Regions from separate parts of the Mus musculus genome. Here region 1 is linked to region 2. A link is a contact called in public promoter capture Hi-C data. All regions are on one chromosome and are shown on one strand. Each heading gives the region's core, a stretch centred on a gene start, on an enhancer-like site or on the middle of the called end of the contact. The rest is flanking DNA. Distances are from core to core; before and after follow the strand shown. Region 1 holds the start of Armc5 (armadillo repeat containing 5). Region 2 holds the start of Xpo6 (exportin 6).

The links. Promoter capture Hi-C pulls out the DNA fragments that hold promoters and counts their contacts.
Region 1: a promoter capture Hi-C map of liver shows a contact between it and region 2, with 5 times the contacts expected there. The contact joins the promoter of Armc5 here to the promoter of Xpo6 in region 2. A contact is called at or near these places in 5 of 39 promoter capture datasets (the C10 cell line, liver, neutrophils and 1 more), 1 of 484 Hi-C or Micro-C datasets (CD4 T cells) and 2 of 9 other capture datasets (adipose tissue and liver).

The regions. Positions count from the first base shown.
Region 1 is chr7:128,235,999-128,241,564 of GRCm38.p6, forward strand. It overlaps Armc5 (armadillo repeat containing 5), which reads left to right and starts at 1,359. Exons shown (of 6, transcript NM_146205.2): 1 at 1,359-2,591; 2 at 3,884-3,991; 3 at 4,085-4,871. The coding sequence starts at 2,129. It overlaps 9130023H24Rik (RIKEN cDNA 9130023H24 gene), which reads right to left and starts at 2,033. Exons shown (of 1, transcript NM_177001.3): 1 at 1-2,033. The coding sequence starts at 1,421. The coding sequence ends at 408.
Region 2 is chr7:126,197,733-126,202,911 of GRCm38.p6, forward strand. Xpo6 (exportin 6) reads right to left here and starts at 2,769. Exons shown (of 24, transcript NM_001311143.2): 1 at 2,167-2,769. The coding sequence starts at 2,169.

The DNA of each region.
Region 1 (5,566 bases), core at 109-2,608, 2.0 Mb after region 2:
ATTAGTGGCCCTTAGTTAAGTCACCTTCGGGACGTAGAAAAAAAGAAAAAAAAAAAAAAAAAAACTAACAACACTCTGGTCCCTTCATTGAAGCCAGGGATAACTGCAGAAACTCTCATCTTGGAACACCCATTGATGTTAGACAAGGCTAAGCGTTATGGGCAAAGGCTTGCCTTATTAAGGGGCAGATGGAGGTCTTCTTGCTCATGTGGGTCACCTGGTAGAAGAGCAAGTGGGAAATCTGACTGCAGCTCTTGACAAACCTGCAAATGAAAGGCCTTTGCTTGTGTGCATAGGCTGGTGTCCACAAAAATACTAGCTGCAATCAGGAAACTTCTAGGGTTTCTTGCCCATGTGTGAACATTGATGGAACTGTGGTGTGAGATTTTTGCCACATTCTGGAAAGGTCATTTGCTCAAGTGGATGCGCTGGTGTTCAGTGAACATGGTGATCTCACTAAAGCCACGACCACATTCAAGACACCTGAAGGGCGGTTCTCCATTGTGAGTGCGCTGGTGCCGTAGGCAGTTTGAGCTGTTGGTGAAGTTCTTGCCACACTCACAGCAATTGTAGGGCTTCTCACCCGTGTGTGAACGCTGGTGTTCTAGCAGATAGGAACTTCGCCCAAAGCTGTCTCCGCACCAGGCACAGAAGTAGGGTTTCTCGCCTGTGTGACAGCGCTGGTGCTGTAAAAGGTTAGAGCTCAGGCTGAAACTCTTGCCACAGAGGCCACAGCGGTAGGGTTTCTCACCAGTGTGAGTTCGCTGGTGCTGGATCAGGTTGGAGCTAACCCTGAAAGTCTTTCCACACTCAGCACACGCATAGGGCTTTTCCCCAGTGTGCACCCGCTGGTGTTTTGCTAGGTCTGCACTGCGACCAAAGGCCTCTCCGCACTCCATGCACTTGTGCGGCCGGAGACCTGAGTGAGAACGACGGTGTTTAGTGAGATTAGAGCTGAGGCTGAAGCAACGGCCACATTCTGGGCAGGGGTATGGTTTTTCACCACTGTGAACTCGGTAATGCTTAACCAGATCTGAGCCACGCCGGAAGCTTTTGTCACACTCTGGACAGCTGTAAGGGCGGTCACACCCATGGCTGCTTTGATGGTGAATGAGATCAGAGAGACTGGGTACAGCCAACCCACAATCCCTACACTTGAAAGCTTTGGGGACTGCAGGATCACTGGTCTTGACAAAGGTTTCTTCCTTGGGGCCAGAGCCTGACCTACATAAGTACTGCTGGTCCAGCATTTTTTCCACGGGGGCTGGTTGTTCCGGCCGCGCCAGGAGGGGGCGCTCATGTAGCGCGGTCTCGCGATCCAGGGGCGACCTGGGGGCTCCCGGGAATTTTGACGTCCGGTTCTCCAGCAGCTTAGCCCCATCTAGATTCTCCCTGGTCACTTCTGGAGCCGCAAGTTCCATTGCGGCCGAAAAGCGCTCGGTTTCCTAAATGCCACCCGTTTAACTCATCAGCACAGTTGGAGAACGGGGCACTGGAGGCTTGGAGGCCGGTACCGGAAACGGAAAGGTCCCCAAGCCCGAGAGACTCTAGGAAGTGGCAGCGAACTTTCCCGGTAGGTTTAACTCTTTCATTCGCTTGGCGAGACCTTTCTGTCGGGAACTTAGCACTTTTGAAACGGCTTGGGGTTCTGCGAGTCTGTCAGTCCGGCTTTCGGAGCCATTGATCACCGCGCTTTGAGGGTTGCCAATCAAGTCTGAACGTCGCCGACAAGGACGTACCGGGAGCGAAGTGGCTAAGTCACGTTGGGGAGCACAGGACAGCACTAAGACTCCACCGCGGGGCGTCTGATCCTAGGAGCAACAGTTCACTCTTCGGCCCCGGGAGGAGTTTCTCACCCACTTAAACTGCACTAAGCTTGGCGCCGACTACATATCCCAGCATGCACCGCACGCGCCTCTTACTTTCCCACAGATAAATACCATTCTCGCCATGTCTTCTGCGACTGTGCAAGTACCGGAGTTCCAGAATCTAGAACTTGAACTTCCGACTCGCAAGATAACTGCGGCGGCGCTATTCCGAGGAGCAGCCTGGCCACGCCCCCCTCTTCCAGTTCCGCTCTCTCAGAGTACCGGCGAGACGCGGGGCGGAGCCTGAGGCCCGGGCCAAGATGGCGGCTGCGAGACCGGCCCTTACGGACTCGCTCTCGTTTTGCCTCGCGCAGCTCACGGCGGCGGCCGGGGAGGGGCCAGGTGGGGGAAAGGACCCAGCTACCAACGAGACACCCCTGGGCCGCGCGCTCTTAGCTCTTCGCACGCGCCACATCAAGGCGGCAGAGGGGATTGAGCGCTTCCGGGCACGCGGCGGGCTCCGCCCCCTTCTCGCCCTGCTCCGCCGAACGGCTGCTGCGGGCCCCGCCCCGTCCCAAGCAGCCTCTGGCTCCGCCCCTTCGTCGGTTGCGTCAGCTGGTTCTACCCCTGGCCACGCCCCCGCTGCCGAGTCGCTCTTGACGCCTTCGTTGCCAATGCGCCTGCGCAAGACGCTGGATTTGGCGCTCAGCATTCTAGCCAACTGCTGTACAGAAGGGGCGTGCCGGGCCGAAGTGCGGAGACTTGGAGGCATTCTCCCTTTGGGTAAGTGCTCCGCCCCCATTTCTTAGAAAGGTTCCAACCCACAGTATCTGCGCTGCCCTTCCATTATGCCAGGCCTCTGAGTACATGCTTTGTGATGGTGCAGCGCCACTCATCTCCTCAGGTGTGATGCTATGTGACGTCACTGCTCTCTCCATAAATTAGACCTGGACCTGCCCAGACCAGAAGTAGATACTGACTCCTGCCTCACTTTTGAGCAAGTGGCTTATACTTTGTTTTTGGTGCTTCTCGGGGACAGTACCCGTCCCTGTGCAAGGCTTCACATGGAAGAGCAGGAGGCCAGAAAGTGTAGTTTTAAAAGTTAGAAAGTGAGTTTAAAAGTCAGACATACCAAGCAAATCACCCAACCCCTCCAAAGCAAGAATTCTTTGTGTAATAACAATAGCTACCCGACAGGATTGAAGTTGAGTAGAAAATGAAATTCAAATGTACAGTGCCCAGACTCCAAGCATAAGTGGGTACTTAAACACAGGAAACAAATTCCAGCAGAGGATCAGCCTTTCTGTGTACCGGGTGATTTGGCGCCTCCTTATGGTGATGATGGGAACAAAGTTGCATCATTGCCTGTCCTGTATCTCAATTTTGACAAAAATCTTAATTTTTAAAGTGAAGCATTTTTATATTTAAACTTGCATAGATTGCAAGTAATGTGTTTGACAGTAGGCTTGATGGAATGCCAAGTTCTCTCTAACCTTGCCTGCTGTGCTGGGCCGTATTGCCTTTTGATTGGCAGGGATAAAAGTTAACTTGGTTCAAGCCAAGTTACCTGGACTACATGACCACTTCAGCCGCTCTTCCTGACATATTCCTTTCTCTGGTAATACCCTCCCACCGCAGTTGCCGGAGTGTATCTTGTCATTCCCCTTAAAGCCCTTTGGTGGCTTCTGTGGCCTTCACATTTATATTTTGACTCCTTGGACAGGCATTTGAGGGGCTTTGTGAAATCATAGCACAGACACTTTTACCCTGGGGCATTTGGAAAAGCTGCTGCAAACCATTTACCATCCCTCGGGCAAATATCCATTCAGTCAGTCCTCCAGCTCTTGCTCCTCTTTTAGCATCTTCTGAAGACCTTCTCTAACCCTCACCTCTCTTTCCTCTCCCTCCCTCCCCACTCTCTCCTTGAGATGTTGGGGCTTGGCTCAGGGTTTGGTACAAGCTAGACAAGTACTCTGCCTCTGACTTATATCCCCAAACGTTTGCCACATTCTTGCTTTGGTTGATTAGAAACAAACAAACAGTAGAGCCCTCAAGCAGACAAACTGTCCTTGCAGTGACCATTCTTCAGTGTGTGAAGACAGACAGCATCCAGAACCGGACAGCGCGTGCCCTGGGGAACTTAGCCATGGAGCCTGAGAGCTGCAGGGACATCCACTCTGCTGGTGAGAGGCTGTGGGAGTGGGCCAGGCAGAGATTCGCTGTAGGGCTTGGATGTCTACCCTTGCTCATTACGTATCTTCCTCTTCTCCTTTTAGGTGCTGTTCCCTTTCTTGTTGAGAGCCTTACCGCCTGCCAGGACTCACAGTGCCTACAGAGCATAGTTCGTGCCCTCCGCAACTTGGCAGACTCACCCCAGCACCGTCTAGCCCTGGCACAGCAAGGAGCAGTGCGGCCACTGGCTGAGCTCCTGGCTACCGCCCCAGACCCTGCACTGACTGCGGCCCTAGTCCGTGCTCTCTTGGAACTCAGCCGAGGCTGTTCCCGGGCCTGTGCTGAGCAGCTAAGTCTGGGTGGGGCACTGGGCCCCCTTGTCAGCCTGGCTTCTCACCCTAAACGGGCAATACGTGAGGCAGCCATCCTGATCCTCGCCAACCTGTGTGCTCAGGGCCTGGTGCGGCCTGCACTGGGCAATGCAGGTGGCGTGGAGGTGTTACTAGGTGAGCTTAGGCGGCGACGGAGTCCCGGTGGGAGCAGCTCAGCTACTCAGCAGCCCCTAGTGCGAGCTGTGTGCCTCTTATGCCGGGAAGCCATCAACCGGGCTCGGCTTCGGGATGCCGGTGGTTTGGAGCTGCTGATGGGTCTGCTGCAGGACCCCGGTGCCAGTGCCTGGCACCCACGTGTTGTGGCTGCTCTTGTAGGCTTCCTTTATGATACTGGGGCCTTGGGCAAGTTACAGGCCCTGGGACTTGTGCCTCTTCTGGCCAGGCAGTTATGTGGTGAAGCTGGCGAAGAGGAAGAGGAAGGAATCGAAGCAGCTTCCTGGGACTTCCCTGAGGAACGGACCTCTGGGCAGGCAGAGGGAGGGAGCTTCCGAAGCCTCAGGTGAGTCCTGTCAGGGCCTGAGCATGGAGGTGCTCTGGGGGAGGGAGCTTGTGTCTGCCTCAGCCATCTTCCTCATCTCTGCCTCTGCTCTGTCGCCAGACACTTGGCTGAGACTGGTCCCTGTGTCTCTGCTCTGCTCTAATCTGACTTGGATCTGCCGTCTGACCCTGGCCCCACCCCATCATCCAGAACTCTGGGCCCTATACAAGTTGATTGGGGGTGGCATGTGTCCTGCTTACAGTAGTATGCTAAGAGCCCCAAGTCTTGATTGATTGATTGATTGATTGATGATCCATTGATTGGTTTGATGTGGTGTTTTACTATGGAGTCTAGGCTGTCTGTATCTCACTATATAGCCCAGGCTTTCCTTGAACTTGAAGCTCTTCTGACTGTCTTAGGCTCTAGAGGAGTTCTTGGTCTGTTACCATCAGCAAAACATAACTGGTTGACCTCTCTGAGCCACTGACTCCTTGTGTGTGCAATGGAGAATAACAGCTTATGGACCCACAAAGTCATTGCAAAGACTGTTCCTTACTTAGCTCCAAGCAGTGGTCAGTGACTGTCGTCAGTCTTGTGAGCTGACTACATCTCCACTCTCACTCCCTCACAGCCTCCTCTCTAGTTCCTAAATAGGATGAGACAGTGCCTTCTGAGCGGCTATGTCCAGAACACTCTTCCTCCTGTGTGCTTTCATC
Region 2 (5,179 bases), core at 1,519-4,018:
AGGAGGAGGAAAGAAAGAAAGAAAGAAAGAAAGCCAGCCAGCCAAAGGATTTAAGGATTTGTACACTCTATTTCTCACCGCAGATTACTCACAACTGACAAAGGGGGACACAAACAAAGCAAGCACCAAGGGATGGATGGGTGGACAAGCAAACATGGCACACACACTCGAAGACTGCAAGGAAAGCCTGCACACCAACACCGTGCATGGGTCTTGAAGACACTTCATTAAGTGAAATGTGCCAGTCATAGGAGAGAAGACTCTTCTACCAAAAAAAAAAAAAAGGGGGGGGGGGGGGAGAGATGGCTCAGCAGGTAAGAGGACTGACTGCGCTTTCAAAGGTCCTGAGTTCAAATCCCAACAACCAACAACCATATGAAGGTTCACAACCATCTGTACAGCTACAGTGTGTACTCATATACATAAATAAATCAATCTTTAAAAAAAAAAAAAGTAGGAAGATTAGATCAGAAGGATAGAGACAGAAAGGGAGACACACTGGAGACCAGGGGACAGGAGAGGAACTGCTAAAGGAGGGACCAAGGTCAGTATGTCATGATACCATGTTTTAGTTTGGGGAGATGAAATTCCGTGGCGATGTAAATAAACCATGAGAGCTACACAACAGAAATGTACATGTCAGAAAACTGAAAATTAGTCTAAGTCCTTAAGTGTACCTTATCACAATTCAAAAATTCAAACTTTCAGCTGGGTACAGTGGCCCACACCTTTAATGCCAGCACTCAGGAGACAGAGACAGGCGGGTCTATGTACTGAGTGCAGAACAGCCAGAGACAACTACACAGGAAGACCCTGTCTGGGGGGAGTGGGGATATTTAAATTCAAACATTTCATAAAATTATAATGAAGGGGTGGGATTCATATATGTTTCCTATCTTTAAATTACTTTTGGAAAATTCTTGTCTGTACATTGTATAGATCAGGAAACAAACTGAAGTTCAACAAATCTGTCACCTTGTCTAGTATGTACACAAACACACACACCATATATAGCACAAATCATACCATGCTGCTCAGCTTTAATGGTGTATTTTACCCAGCTTGGTTGTAAACCCAGGAGGACAAAGTGAGTGCCTTAGAACAACCTCTTTCCACTAACCAGGACTTTATGTACCCCACCCACCCTCCCACCCCTTAAGAGTTTGACAGTCTGGTCTGATGTGTGCATTAAAAAGGTGCACCAGCCACATCTCAATACACCTCTAATCGCCAGGCAATGTGTGTGTGTGTGTGGGGGGGGGGGGGGGGGATCAGTGCTCAAACCCAGGCTGGGCACTCACTCATCATGGGCTAGATGCCAAACTGAGGCAGATAAAGAATCAGAGGACTAACTTCACCTTGCCTACTGTGATGGGCAGATAAGGCTCAGAAACATTAAAATGGCAAAAGACAAGCACTCAACCAACTGCTCTGAGTACACAAACCCCAAGGACTATGGAAAAGCTAAAAAGCCTGCAAGAAGAGGAGGTATTTTCCTTTCAGAGAGGTTTTTTTTAGTGGGACCTGAAAGTATGCATAGTTTTCCAAGGAAAAGGCCAGAGCAGAAAACAAAAAGAACAGCAACCAAGATGTCCAAAGACCCCACTGCTGACTCTGCCATCGTCTGTATCCGTAACCAGTAACCTCTACAAATACTACTTTAGATTTCTGCAAACGCAAACCTACCGCTGGACAGATGGTCTCCAAAAATCCAGCCAGTTCTATAACAGATTGCTTATGTTCAAATAGTGCTACTAACCCAAAAGAGTCAACTGACCTTGGGCAGAGTAATTAACTGCTTCTTGCCTCAAGTATCCCCCATTTCCAATCAGGGGGTTGATATACTAACAAAATACATACCACTGACTTAGCAAAGGAAATGACACACAGTATGCCATCAATAAATAAATGATACTGATAATCACGACTTGCTGCACAAGGGCACAGCCAACAGTGAGGCAGGGGGTTGTATCCGTGGCGCTACTCAAGACATCCAGTGGGGGTGGGGGTGGGGGCAATGGGAGCGTACAGCCGGTTGCACACCCTGCACGCATGTGTCACCGGCCAGGCTCGCACGCGCCTCTCCCCGCCTCAGGGAAGAAGAGATGGCTCAGCTGCTCTGAGGCCCACTGCCACCCCTCCAACCCGGTCCCTGGACCCACTCACCATGCTGGCCGGGAAGGGGATGGCTCAGGTGAGCTAGCTCTTGGGATCCGTCGTGTCCCGCTCGCACAGTTCAGGTCATGGTCCCGGCAGGCTCGGGGAGTCCCCCGCCCATGCAAAGACAACCGGTTCCCTACCCGGGCCCCGCCGGCACCTTTAAAAGGAGCACACGGGCCCCTTCGGGGACCCCCCGAAGCGATTCATCCAGACCTCGGCCCACCCCGGGGAAACGCAAAAGCAGAAAATGGGGTTCAGAGGCGGCTACACGAGGCCCCCCGCCTGGGCCCGACCCCCGAGAGGGAGGCTGCGGGCCCAGGCAGGGACTCCCCGGCCTCCGCGGCCCGAGGCGGCGACGGGCCTCAGCCGAGACTGAAGGGGCAGAGGCTGCCTGGGCCTGGGCGGCGCGGCCGGCTCAGGAGAGAGGCCCGCGGGCCCTTGCTGTCCTCGCCACCTCTGTCCTCGCGGCGGGCTCCCTCCGCATCCCTGCGCGCCACCAGTAGCCGCGGCTCGCCCCTCGCGGCCACCCTCTGCCAACAGCCCAACGCGCCGGAAGTGGCGAGCACCAGGCGGCCCCTCAGCCCGCGGCCTGCTGCGGCGCTGGAACCGGACCAATCCGGAATCAAGTGAGGGCAGAGGAGGGCGGGGCCGCACCTGACTGTTCACTGGCCCCGCCCACCACGTCCCCGCCCAAGAGGCCAGGGACCGCCGCGTTGGTAAAGGGACACGCGGCCATTTTGGTAAAGGAAAGGTTTCCCTTTCGTTTCTTTTCACTCATTCATTCCGCAAATCTTTTCTGAGCATCTTTCCGGACCCTGACACCGGACTAGAAGTTCGGCGATGCTGGTCTGTGCTCTCCTGGGATCTTATTCATTCAGTCCACAGTTCTGGGTCCTAGGACCAGAAAGTGTCACAGGATGAAATTGAAACACTTAGTGTCACGATCTAAATTGGCTTCATCCCTAATTCCAGACTCCAACACCAGGTGACTCAACACCCTCTTCTGGACTCTGGAGACACCTGCACCCATACTCACATAGCATACACATATATAGGTACACAAACATGCATGTAAATAAAATAAGTTTTTATGGGATATGGCTCAGCCTTTAAAGGTACTTGCCACTATGTCTGACAACCCAATCTAAGTTCAATCCTCAGAACCTGTACTGGTTTAAATAAGAATGCCTATCCCATATCTAAAGCTTAGTCATCAGAAGTGGCACTATTTGAAACCGATTAGAATGATTAGGTGTGGTCTTGTTGGAAAAATGTGTGTCACTCGGGGTGGGCCTTAAGAGTTCAAAAGTCACCGGGCAGTAGTGGAGCTTGCCTTTAGTCCTATCATTTGGGAGGCAGAGGCAGGCAGATTTCTGAATTCGAGGCCAGCCTGGTCTACAGAGTGAGTTCTAGGACAGCCAGGGCTACACAGAGAAACCCTGTCTCAGAAAAAAAAAAAAAAGAGTTCAAAAGCCAATGGCAGGGATGGTGAGATGGCTCAGTGGTTAAGAGCACCGACTGCTCTTCCAAAGGTCCTGAGTTCAAATCCCAGCAACCACATGGTGGCTCACAACCATCTGTAACAAAATCTGATGCCCTCTTCTGGAGTGTCTGAAGACAGCTACAGTGTACTTACATAGAATAAATAAATAAATAAATAAATAAATAAATAAATAAACATTTAAAAAAAAAGCCAATGGCAAACCCAGTCTCCTTTTGTGAATCAGATGTATCTTTTAGCTACTGTTCCAGTACCATGCATGTCGACCTGTTCCCTGCCATGATGATAGACGGACCATCTGAAACTGGAAGCAAGCCCCCAATTAAATGCTTTCTTTTACAAGAGTTGTCATGGTCATGGTATATATTCACAGCAATAAAACAGTGACTAAAACAAAACCCAATTGAAGAAGGAGAAAATAAATTACCACAAATTGTTGTCTTTTGACCACACTAGTATCATGCTTGCACAGGGACACACACACACATTAGGTCTCAGGCAGTCCACATATCCAGAATGAGCTCAAGATGGACTATAGAAGGAATTCTGGTGTTAGATAAAAGCCAGAATTCCTAGGAAACTTGTGAAACAAGTTCCTATTCCCCCAAAAGGAGTCCTTTCCCTTACTTCTGGCAGAAGGGACACCTGGCTCTCCACTGACTTATAGCTATGGCACTTATCAGCATATCCACGTGGCCTCCAGGCTGCTGAGGTCCCTATTCACAAGTACTTGTTACTCACTTCAAAGATTCCACACTAGCATCCTGACCCTTCTCACCTTCTCCCTCTACCCTAAAACTTCATGGCTGCTTCCCACCCCCACCTACGCATCCACCTTATAACTTAATGATTTTCCACCCCCTCCTCCCTGTCTCCCCAACTCTCTCCTCTCCAGATGGCCCTGCCCATCTCCTATCTACTTTTTCTCTCTGCTCTGGAATCTTTCAGGGGCCTCTGGATGTTTTCTCTCTTTTTCAAAAAAAAAAAAAAAAAGGAAAAAAAAAAGATTTATTTATTCTTATATGTAAGTACATTGTAGCGGTCTCCAGACACACCAGAAGAGGGCGTCAGATCTCACTACGGATGATTGTGAGCTGTCACATGGTTGCTGGGACTTGAACTCAGGACCATTAGGAAGAGCAGTCAGTGCTCTTAACCACTGAGCCATCTCTCCAGCCCCTGGATGTTTTTTTTTATTAACAATAAAACCCTTCCCCCTAATGGAGCAGTCATTTTGTAATTTCTCTACTGTCTCCCCCAGCAAATATGAAAATGTGAAAGAGAGAGAAGCTGGGGGCAGGGGGAAGGGGAGAAGGTGGTCTGTCTGAGAAATTTGGAATTATTTCTCATAAACTTAAAAAAGCTTGGTGTAGGCATAGAGGCTCATGACTGTGAGCCCCAGCAATTGGAAGGTTGAAGGATTGATATGACCGTAAGACCAACCTGGACCATAAAGACCCTGTCATAATTCACCCTCCTAAATAGTTTAGTTTAGAGATTGTCCAGATGGAGTTTTAC